Linked DNA regions of Arachis hypogaea: region 2 is linked to region 1. A link is a contact called in public Hi-C data. All regions are on one chromosome and are shown on one strand. The core of a region is the stretch at or near the end of the contact, and the rest is flanking DNA. Distances in the headings are between cores, read along the strand shown.

What was found. A called contact is a pair of places that touch in the nucleus more often than the background predicts.
Region 2: a Hi-C map of an unstated tissue shows a contact between it and region 1, with 5 times the contacts expected there. The contact joins the enhancer-like site here to the promoter of LOC140180588 in region 1. A contact is called at or near these places in 3 of 8 Hi-C or Micro-C datasets (leaf and an unstated tissue).

Annotation. Positions count from the first base shown.
Region 1 is chr17:42,544,207-42,550,553 of arahy.Tifrunner.gnm2.J5K5, reverse strand. It overlaps LOC140180588, which reads right to left and starts at 3,132. Exons shown (of 1, transcript XM_072221833.1): 1 at 2,599-3,132. The coding sequence starts at 3,132. The coding sequence ends at 2,599.
Region 2 is chr17:42,859,220-42,865,566 of arahy.Tifrunner.gnm2.J5K5, reverse strand. No RefSeq gene overlaps it. Among protein-coding and RNA genes, the nearest start is that of LOC112764509, 24 kb to the right of the region's middle. Within about 2 kb of position 3,481, at least 1 of the 3 cell types and tissues checked has open chromatin away from gene starts, as enhancers often do.

The sequences.
Region 1 (6,347 bases), core at 1,883-4,382:
GACTTCCATTTGGGTTCCTTCTTAGTTGACCAGTATTATGAATGCGCCACTTTCGACTTTATTGGAAGAGCCGTCCACATACAACTCCCAAGTTGTGGAGGCCTCCTCTTGATCTCTTGTATTTTTCGCCATGAAGTCGGTCAGGCACTGGGCTTTAATTGCTATCCGAGTTTCATTCTTTAGGTCAAACTCGGATAGTTTTATAGCCCATTGAACCATTCTGCCCGTAATGTCTATTTTTAGAAGAATTTTCTTCATGAGTTGGTTCATTCGAACTTTTATTGTATGAGTTTGAAAATAAGGCCGTAACCTTCGACATGCCACTATTAAGGCATACGCAAACTTCTCGAGTTTTTGGTATCTTAACTCGGGGCCTTGTAGAACTTTGCTAGTAAAGTATACAGGATGATGTCCGACCTCATCCTCCCGTATCAATGCTGACGCCATCGCCTTTTCAACTACAGATAAATATAGGACGAGTTATTCCCCGATTTTGAGTCGAGTCAGAACGGGAGGTTGGCTCAAAAATCTTTTGAACTCCTAGAAAGCTTCTTGCATTCAGGAGTCCATTCGAACTGGCATCCTTTTCTTAGTAGGAAAAAAAGTGGTAGGGATCTCAATGCTGATCCTGCTAGAAATCTGGAGAGAGTTGCAAGTCGGCTATTCAACTGCTTGACCTCCCTTAAACAGGTCGGGCTCTTCATTTCCAGAACTGCTCTACACTTATTGGGGTTAGCTTCAATCCCTATTTGTGTTAGCATAAACCCTAGAAATTTTCCAGCCTCCACTGCAAAGGTGTACTTTAAAGGATTCAATCTCGCCCCGTACGTCCTTATGGTGTTGAAGACTTGCGAGAGGTCGGTCGGGAGGTTAGCCTCATCCTTGGTTTTTATTAACATGTCATCCACATATACCTCCATTAAACTCCCAAGGTGAGGTTCAAACACCTTGTTCATCAACCTTTGGTATGTGGTTCCTGCATTTTTCAATCCGAAGGGCATGACCACATAGCAGTAATTCGCTCTAGGAGTGATAAAAGATGTTTTTTCCGGATCTGGTCTGTACATCGGGATTTGATTATATCTCGAGTACGCATCCATGAATGACAAGTATTGATATCCCGAGCTAGAGTCTACCAGGGTATCAATATTTGGAAGAGGATATGGGTCTTTTGGACACGCCTTATTCAAGTCGGTGTAGTCGACGCACATCCTCCACTTGCCGTTCTGCTTTTTTACTAGCACCACATTTGCTAGCCAGGCTGGATACTTGACTTCTCTGATAAAGCCGGCCTCTAAGAGGGCTTGTATTGGTTCTTTGACCACTTGAGCCCGTTCAGGACCGAGCTTCTGTCTTCTCTGTTGGATAGGTCGGGACCCTGGATATATCGACAATTTATGCGTCATGAGCTCGGGATCTATCCCGAGCATGTCGGAAGCTTTCTAGGCGAAGAAGTCAAAATTTTCTTGTAGGAGCCTTATCAGCTTCTGCTTCAAATTGGCTCCTATATTGGTAGTCTTCCCGTCCTCTTGCCCGATCTGTACTTCTTCAGTCTTTCTTCCGGGCTGTGGTCGCAATTCTTCCTTAACTCAGATGCCTCCGAGCTCAATAGTCTTCACCTCCTTGCCTTTACCCCTCAGGTTTAGGCTTTTGTTGTAACACTTTCTCGCCAGCTTCTGATCTCCCCTGACGGTTGTAATTTCCTCTGGTGTTGGGAATTTCATGCAAAGATGGGGGGTAGATACCACTGTTCCAAGCCGATTTAGGGTCGTTCTAGCTATCAAGGCATTATAGGCCAAGCCCACATCGACGACAATAAATTCGATGCTTAGAGTTTTGGATTTCATTCCCTTTCCAAAAGTGGTATGTAGGGGTATGAATCCCAGTAGTTTTATTGGTGTATCCCCCAGTCCAAAGAGGGTGTCAAGGTATGCCCTTAGCTCCTTTTCGTCTAATCCCAACTTGTCAAATGCTGGTTTGAACAGGATGTCTGCCGAGCTCCCCTGATCCACTAGGGTTCTGTGTAGATGAGCGTTCGCGAGAATCATGGTAATTACCACCGGATCGTCATGTTCGGAAACAATACCCTGCCTGTCTTCTTTGATGAAACAGATGGTTGGGAGGTCAGGTAGTTCTCTCCCGACCTGGTAAACTTCCTTCAGATGTCTTTTACGAGATGACTTTGAGTCCTCTCCTCCAGGAAACCCTCCTGAGATCATATATATATGTCATTCCGGAGTTCGTAGTGGCGGATCTCTCCGATCTTTCTCATCTCATTTCCTTTTTCCATGATTGTCTGACCTTTCCATGAGATATCTGTCAAGCCGACCTTCTCTGGCGAGCTTTTCTATCACAATCATTGGTAGAGTGCCCATATAACTTGTGATATTCATAGTATTCGCTACAACTTCCCCCCTTCTTGTTCTTGATAGGCCAAGGGGGAGGTACCTTTTCAGTGTGACAAATTTTTCTGTAAATATCGACTAGGGAAACTCGTAGGGGAGTGTAAGAATAATATCTTCTGGGCCTTTCAGACCCAACTTCTTCTTTCTTCTTGGGTTCCCTCTCCTTCTCCCTTGATGAGTGAGGGTGCCTGGATCACCAGCTCAGTTCCCATAATCTGGCATTCTCCTCCGTGTTGATGTACTTTTCAGCTCTTTCTTGTACATCGCTTAAAGAAGTCAGATGTCTTTTCGAGATGGACTGAGAGAATGGTCCTTCTCGGAGTCCATTTACTAGGCCCATGATCACTGCTTCCGTGGGCAGAACCTGAATTTTCAAGCATGCTTTGTTGAACCTCTCCATGTAGTCTCTCAGGAGTTCTCCGACCTCCTGTTTTACTCCCAGTAGACTAGGCGCATGCTTGACTTTGTCTTTTTGAATTGAAAATCGCATAAGAAATTTACGCGAGAGGTCGTCGAAGCTGGTGACCGACCTGGGGGGGAGGCTATCGAACCACTTCATCGCCGTCTTTGTCAAAGTCGTTGGAAAGGCTTTGCAGTGGGTAGCATCAGAGGCGTCGGCTAGATACATCTGATTCTTAAAGTTGTTGAGGTGGTGTTTCGGGTCGATAGTCCCATCGTACAGATCCATGTCAGGGCTTTTGAAGTTCCTTGGGACTTTTGCCCTCATGATGTCTTCACTGGACGAATCTTCTCCTCCCAATGGGGTATCTTCTCGGTCAACGCGAGAGCTCCTACCTCGGAGATTGGATTCTAATTTTAAGAGCTTTTCTTTAAGCCCTTATCGTCGCTCAACCTCTCTCCCTAGGTTTTTTTTCGCTTCTTGCTGTCGTTCCAATTCTTGTTCCAGCTGTTCTAGCCGCCCTTGGTGGCCGTGTAGCAGCCCCATGAGATCGGCGGAGTGAGGTTGTCCCTCCTTCTCTGGTTCGTGCACTTCAGAGGGATTCTTCTTGAGTCTTGCACACCTGAGGGACCTTCTATATGTTGTCTATCCGCTCCTTGCAGAGATATTATGGCTCTATTATTGTTGACTGCATCTTGATGCTCTTCCTCAGACTCCGATGTAGTGTGTCCGTCCTCGTTCTGGTCGTCCGCCATTATGAGTTGATCTCCCAGGTCCTCGGCAACGGTGCCAATGTTACATTGGTAACCTGAGATTGGTGGATTGGGCTTGGAGGATAGGCCCAAACGTTACAAGAAGGTGGCCTCTAACTTACTTTACGTCTAGGAGCCGCCGTCCGAGTTATGTACGTGAGAAAATGAGGGGGTGGCACTTTGATGCCTAAGTTAGCAAGGGGGTAAGCAAGTTTAGAGAGTATTGGAACTTAGAGATACTTGAGGGGTGTCAGTGTATTTATAGGTGATGTGCCAATAACCACCATTGGAGTAGTCCCACTTCTGAAGGTGGATAACCGTCCCTTTATCTCAGAGTTGTTGAGATATCTCTTCTAGAAGTGGGCGAGAAATTTTATGAGGCAGCTACTTATTTGAATAAGTGTTATTTGCCAGCTTAGGTCGAACCCGACCTCTTTGAGGATGTCCGGTAAACGGTAAAGGTCAACCTTTGGATTGGGCCTTTTTTAGCTTACTTAGGCCTGAACCATAGTATTGGAGTAGGGCATAAACAGATATTAATCTTTAAAACTTAAAAAATACTACGATCATAATTTAATCTAATACAATTCAATCAAATTTATCATATTATTAAAACATAATTTAAACATAAATTTAACATAATTTTCAAGCACATAAAATCACCAATGTACACAATAAAAAAAATAAAATAGAAATAGTTTTCAATAAAATAATATAAAATAATTTTTAAATACAAGAATATTTTATGAATTTCACCTTTTGCAAAAATTTAGGGGATCCCAATAAGACAAATATATATCTTTATCTTTGCCCCCATTTATTTGTGAGGGTGGATTCACTTGTAAAATAACTCGCAAGTATATCAAGAGAGTAGGGGTTTTGAACCCATCTTGAAGAGCTGAAGATGTATGGATAGGGTAGTTGTGACATTTTATTCTTTCGCTCATTTTTTGGATATTGAATCGTTGTTGGTGTAATGCTTTATTATTGTATGTTGTGGTGTTTTGCAAGGTTCTAGGGTTAACAATCTCTACGAGACAGATTGCTTTAGATACATTTTTTTTAAGGTTTAATTACTCTTAGTTTTTATAGTTTTATAGTTTTGTAAAATTTTTCATTAGGTTTTGATATTTTTTTTTAGTTAGGTCTTCACACCAATTTTTTTTAATTAGATCCTCCTTTATAGTAATTGACTTAATTAACCCAACTAAAAAAAAATATTGGTGTAAGGATTCAAATAAAAGAGAAAAAAAGTGTAGGGATCTAATTAAAAAAATAAATTAGTGCAAGGACTCAATTAAAAAAAAAAGTATAGAGATCTAATTAAAAATTTTGCGAAACTATAGAACCAAATAAACTTTTTTTAAATATAAAAAACACAATATAAAGAGGGCGTATTGCCACGTGTCGACCATGAAAGCATTCTATGGGTGGCAGATTGTCAAAAATAATACAAAAGAGGCGAATTCTTATTTTATCAAAATGGCGCTCTCAGCCTCCTATTAAACACCGTTTATAGATATTTTCAAGTAAAACTCTATCTTCTTACTAATAATGAAATAAAAAATTCTTTATATGAATTAAATTAAAATTTTAAAATAAAGCATTCTACCAATTATCTAACGTTTGATTGGATTGTTTGGTGATTTGATTTTAACAATTATGATTATATATGAAATTTATATCACAATGCAACCTGACCAAAATGGAATAAACGTCAGAGGAAGCAAGCGACCCAGTTTCTTGTCCTGACTTTTTTTCTCCCCTTCTTAATTACAGAAAAATCTAAATAAAATGCCATGTTTGATGGAAAAAGAATCAATGATCAAATTGTATCAAATGAAATGAGAATAATATTGAGATCGTTATCAGTATAAATTTTATTCCCACGTTTTCCACAACGTGTACAAATTAATTATATATTGTTTCCAACACTGTTAACTTAGTTATAGTAAGATTTAATTCTAATCACACACGGTTTTACAATAGCATTAATTGTTTTCTAATTCTGAGAGCATGAAATGTTGGTTGTAGTAGTTTGACTGTTTGAGTACGAGTTTAGTTTTAGAACATTCGATACGTTGTTAGTATAATGTTTTCAATATTCTCATTTTATAAAATTTATAATACACTTTCGGAAGCAATCATTATAAGAGATTAAAAAGAAGTGATAATGAACATAGCATACATAATTAACTTTTTTCCGGTAGAAGAAATGAAGAAAATTGACTGACAAGTGACAACAAATTCAGCGTACTTAGATAAATTAAATATGAATTTGCATCCTCTAAATTTTAAATTTATACTTTAGAAGATAAAATGTGATCTTCTACCCTTGAATAGTTTCTCTCTCATTTTTATTTTTGGTCTCACCTATAAAATAAATGGTGAGAGATCACACTTTACTCTCTAAAGTGAAATTCAAACTTTAGAGAATCCAAATCCATTAAATATATTCTTCCCTCAAGCATTGTTTTTATTGGTCGTGTAACTTCTTTCCTCACTTCTAATCCAGGATTCATAGTTTTGGCCTTTTGGGCCTTTCATATTTGAAAGGCCATCTCAAAGTAGAAAATAACACATTTTGAATCACAACGTGTATAAAATGCTGGATGCACTGGTCAATAAAATTATGTCCAACTAAACTCGGTTGCATAACTCAAGGAGAGACCCGATAACACGATGCCGCAGAAGCGGAAAACATCAAGCTTGGGCCAAGCTTAGGCCTTTTGTGACTGTGGAAGCTTGTTGGGCCTCTTCAACAATTTTACCCTTCATAGCTCTTGACTG
Region 2 (6,347 bases), core at 2,232-4,731, 310 kb before region 1:
GAGGAAACGGTGAAATTAAGGTGCTCTAGCATTAGGGAGAAATCAGCTAAGGTATGGTTTAGTTTTTTCATTGGTAACATGTAATGTGTCGTGAAAATTTAGGCTAAATGATCCTAAGATAGGTTGTATGGTATGTATGGTTGAGGATTAATGACTTGTGTTGATAATTATTATTTTGGTGGTTGAAATGTATATTGAATGATTGATGATGGTAAATGTTGAATAATAATGGTGATGAGATTGTGTGATGATAATGAATTATGAAAATGATGTTGCATAGAGAAGATTATGTATGGTTTGTATCGAAAATGATTGAGAGTAATTTGGTTAGGAGTTATTGATAACGAATAATGATTATGAGTATGGGTTTGTAATGGTTGTGAAAAGAGGTTATGTGTTTTGAGGTTTTGGTAGAAAATGAGGACTAATGTTGCTTTTGAAAAATCTAATTTTGGAACAACTTCAGTAAGCCATAACTCGGCTTCTGGACCCTCAATTTTCATCAAACTTGATTTAAATGAAAATTTAGATCCGTGAAGTTTATGCCGTTTGAAGAACGTATGAAAAATATTTTAAAACAAAAGAGTTATGTGAATTTGCAGTTTGGTGCGCGAAAGGTGAATTATGGAACTTTGCTAGTTTTTGGGGGAAAATGGAGAAATGCGTACGCGACTGGCACACGCGACATGGACGGTGGGCACTGCTCATACGTCTCATGTACGCAGAGCAATCCCATGTATGTGGACCCTCGCTTTTCACACCTCTATGTACGCGAGACACACGCACGCGCCGCAGGATTTCATTTCAGGTTCGCACATCCGCGTATGCGGGCAAGTGACACGTACGCGGGATGGAAGATTTTCAAGGCCGCGTACGCGAGCCCCCTTTTTTGCAGCACAAGTGAGTTTTTTTTTTTAGGTTTTACCAATTCTCTAGCTTCCAACCTCTTTTACCTATCCTTTTTGGTCCGATACCTAGCTCTTGAGTTTAAGAAGGATAGTAGACCCATAGAGGAAGTAGAGAAAAAAAGAACTTGAGTTAGGAAGTTGTAAATGTATATGAGGTGAATAACAGTTAAGTTGATATTGAATGAGCTGAGAAAGTATAGAAGGCTGAGTCTGAGATGTTTGAGGCTGAAATGATGCCGATTAATTGAAATGATGAATTATTATTGAAATATGATTGATGATTAAATGATTATGATTAATTTAGAAAGTGTGAAAATTTTTATAATTGACGAATATTGGCCATAAAGATATTGAATGAATGAATATGATAATTGAGGCCTGATTGAGATTGTTGATGTTGAGTATGTTTAAGTTTTTTCTCTATTTGTAAAGTGTGTCGGGTACTATATCCCATGAGTGTGTCAGGTACTATATCCTAAGAACGTGGCGGGTGCTATATCCCAAGAGTGTGTGAGCACTTTACCCTGGGAAATGTATCGGGCACTATATCCCAAGAGTGTGGTGGGAACTATATCCCAAGAGTGTGGCGGACGCTATATCCCAAGAGTGTGGGAACACTTTATCCTGGGAAATACGGCAGGCACTATATCCTATGAGTATGGCAGGTACTATATTCCAAGACTGTAACAGGCACTATATCCCAAGAGTGTGGAGCAAGTCAGAGAGACGATATCCGGGTTAGCTACCGAGTGTGTCTGACACGTGAACTCACGGCCAGTAGAAAAGGCATACATCATATGCATTTGTTTGTCTTGTTTGAGTTTGCATTACTTGGTTTGCCTATTTGAATATCTATGCTTACTTGCTATATGATTTTCTTGCTGTAACTGCATCCTTTTTGTGATTTCTTTCTCTGCATTGTATGTTTGTGCAACTGAGAGGCCCCTCGTTTGGCAGAGGAGTAACAAGAGCAGTTCCACCAGAGTTTTGGGGGATTGAAAGAAGACGAGATGCTAAGGGAATAAGTTAGAATTAAGTTAGAATTGAGTTAGGGTTAAGAGCCTTAGACAAACTACCCTGTTTATGGTTTCCAGTTTTAAATCTGAGTATCAAAGTTCTAGAATCGCCTCTGGCTTTCTTGGGACCTTATATATTATCTATGTGGGCACCTTTACCATGCTGATAACCTCTAGTTCTCATTCCATACGTGTTGTTATTTTTCAGATGCAGGTTGAGAGGCACCTCTTTGAGCTTTCTAAAGACTCTTTGGAAGTGAAGAACTATTTTGGATTTTAGGGTTTGTATTTTGCTGATGTATATATGTATATAGATTATCCGCTATGTATATTTTGCATTTTGTCCCTCCTAGAGGTTGACTTGGAGAAACAGGTTTGTAGCTTGTGTGTTGGGATTACTCTTTGGGGTTACATATATGTATATGTATATGTATACTCTCGTCAGCCTTTGCTTCACAGGTCGAGCCAAGAGCTTGTTAATTGTATCTTTGAAACTCTAATCTTATATATATGTATTATCCTTTTCCGTTTGACCTTATCTACCTTTATGCATTGATCCGATCGTGAGTGATGCGATTTCTGTTTCGTTTTTTATTACCTTATCTTTCAAGGCTCCTAGTTACAATTTCCTTCGGTTATATTATATTATGTATTTTTACTTTTAGAGGTCGTAGCGCCTCGCCACCTCTGATTTACGTCCTAGATGTAAAGCTCTGTATAGTAGGGTGTTACAATAATGCATCCAAAAAATTTGGCCTATAATCCTCTTAGTTCAAATGAAGCTTCTCATCCTCTTGATTCCAATGATAGTCAACCACAAGCTTATTCTAATATTTGGGAAAAAACAAACTTGTATTTAGGTTGCTGTTCTTTTTTGGTTTTAGCTATTTTAATTGTTGTGATCCTGATTTAAGTTCATGTTATTGATATTATTAATTTGGTAATTTGATAAATTATTCTTGAGGTGTTGTTTTTTGACCCTGTGATTATTACGTTGTTGTATTTTTGTCTAATTGTTTATTTGAACAATTATTCTGATCTAAGTTCATGTTCTTGATCTTGTTAATTTAGTAATTTGATAAATTATTGTTGAGATGCTATGTGATTGTTAGGTTGTTATATTTTTGCCTAATTATTAATTTGAATAATTATTTTGATTTGAGTTCATGTTCTCGAATTTGTTAATTTGATAAATTACTGTTATTGCAGTGCTATTTTTGATCTTGTGATTGTGATATTTAATTATTGAGTTTGTATTTACATGAGATTATAATATTACGGATGATGTAATATTTTTATTTAGATGACATTTTAAAGTTTATATTAGATTATAATTATATTTTAGTGTATTTATTTATTATTTTATTATAAAATAGTTATTCTAACTAAACTATAATTAAATTGATTGAATCAATAAACTAATGAATCAATAGCTAAAGAGGTTCAATGACCAATTCAATTTTTTTTCGAACTTGTAACTTAATAGAACATATCAAAGGCAGAGAGTAAGTAACCAGCAATAAAGCATGCCTATTAAATGGGCGAGGCCCAACAGTCTTTTTAAAAACCCAAGACCCAAAAAATAAAAAATAAACAAACGGATACCCATGAACCATTGCACTAAAATACGATCACATCTAAATTGAGATGAACTCCACGACCAAAAAAAATGAGATAAACTAAATTTGTGAGATTCAATTTGTTGATGGATTAATTTAGTTTTTTTTTATTTTATTTTATTTGTGGACTTGGGATTAATTTAGTCTATTGAGGAACCAAATTGAGTCTCACTAACTCACTTTTTAGTGTGTCGTATCAGCTAGCCATTTTGTTAATTGAATTAGTGACTAAGGGACCAATGTGGTTTAGAGTTATAAAACTTATTAATCAAATTGCATTGAACATTTTTAAAAGAGTAAATATTTAAATTCATACTCAAAAAATTCAGATCGGGTATTTTAATCCTCGGCAAATTTTTATTCTCAAAAAATCTTTAAAAATTATTCTCGTAAGACAAATTAGTTTCTTTGTCACTTTCAATTAATTTTTTAATGTACATATTGGATAAAAAAAAATTTTCAAAAAATTTATTATAAAACAATTAAATTTTCAAAAAATACCACTCTAAGACAAATTATTTGCTCTTCAAAACGGCAGAAAAAAACCAATCTATTCAATAAAATTAATTTTCAAAAATTTTTAAAAAATAAAAATTTGTCTGGGATTGAATGTTTATTTTTTAAAAAAATTTTGGAACATTGAGTCTTATTCCATATTAGGAATACACTTTACTTTCTTAAGTATATCCTAGCTCGATTAAGAACCTTATCTCCACCGGTAGTTGTAGTATGTGGTTAAGCTATTTGTAACTTTGTATTTCTGCACCATCCTAGTTCTACCATATTTGTACATGATATATGAATTCGACCACAATTTATTAAAAGTATGCTTGCTTTTATATTATATATATATATATATATATATATATATATAAAATTAAAAAGCATGATTTTGTAAGTTTCAAAATCAATTTACCATTTCCATTAAAGTTAAGTATATCTTAATTCTATTAAAATTATCTTTTGTTTCAATTTTAAGCGTAGTACTCTTTCAAAATAATATATACATAAATAAAAAACAAGAAATAAAAGCAGAAAAATAAACTACATTTGGAAATAGTCATATAAAGAGTATTTATTAGAATTAAAAGTTATAAAACTATTTGAATGTAATAAATATAAGAACTTTAACTTTTTTTTTCTCTAATAATTAATAAATTATGATTAAATTATGTAATAAAAAAGTTCACTTCAAATTTAAGTTATTCCATGCATTACTCATACATCTCCAGTTTTTTTAACAATTGATAAAATACAGTGTGATCTATCACATTTGATTCTATGAGTGGGACCAGAAATAAATAAGAGAGAGAGTAATGAATGGTTAGATTGAACACTGTATACCATCCAGTTTTTTTCTCACTGGAGATGATCCACTCCCATCTAATTTGTTGTCACGTCATTAAAACTAGTGTGTTATTGCCCAAATAACTTTTTTATGTAAATAACCACCATAAATCCATAATCACCTTAAATAATACAAAGATTAAAAAAAAAAAAAAAACATTGATATGCCATATAATCTTTTCTACTAATCAACTACGTAAATGTACAAAATGGTGTACAGAATACCTTTTTCTCTAAAGTACACAATTCACTACTTGTGGCCACCAAATTACCAGCTTAACAAAGAAAATTAATAAAGTGAAAGTGATGGAGAATCAAAAGAGAACAGAGTACCGCATGTGATAACTGATAAGTGATGAGATGACTTGCTTCACTTTTGTGTCTACGCTCATATTACCTTTCATAATCTTATTAGGGTTTTTATTCGATTCCTTAGGCACTCACTAAACATGCCAATGGAGACTTTAGGTACAATTTTTGAAGCACGCCACATATCTATCTTACAAAAAATTGAGATAATTAATGACTATAAAAGTTCAGACCAACTACATCTTTCACAAGACCAAACTTCTTGTTCTGTCTTGGAAAGGAAAAGTGATGTGAATCTCAAACACCGTCTAATTCAAACAATATTGCCGGTACAAGGAATATATATATGGTAACCTGCCCATCCATGAAGCCCCACTCTCCATACTTTTTTTTTTCTTTTTGGTAAGTTCCACTCTCCATACTTTAAAACAAAGATAATATTCCTAATCCTAGCTGCTATTGAATCTTCTCATAATGTACCTCAATCTTGTTTCTCACGTTGCACTGTGTTGGTGTATAAAGTATTTTTACTTCTTATATTAAAAGTTTATTACAAATTTATTAAATCTATTATATAAATATGAGAGCTGTATATTAGTTAAACCAATTAGTGGTAGATTTTAGAGTTAGGTAATCAAGTATAATTATATATATAGCTTATTAGTTACTTTTTTTTAGATAATTACATCTTCACCCAACTCCAAATAAAGTTGGCGTAGTTCCAAAAAACAGCAACAAAAACAGGGCAACAATTACAAAGAAAATATAAAAACTAGCATTAAACAGCAAACAGGAAGCAAAAGAATATGATGATTTTAGCTCCTCTCAAGACCTTCAAAATGAACCTGCTCAAATATACAACATCAAATCATGATCATACTCCTTCCAACTTTTACTCTGCAAACTTATTTGCCTTTTCCATAGATCAGAAAATCATGCATCAAAAATCAACTTCATATGTCTTCTAATTCCCCTTAAACTTGATATTTGTACTCATAAGTACATCAAATACTCCTAAATTGTCGATCTTGACACCATCGATTTGTGCATTCGACAACTTCCTCCTTTAACTTCTCTAATACCAACACTCCATTATTAAAGACAATGTTATTTCTACATTTCCATGTGCACCATATTACAGAGAAAAA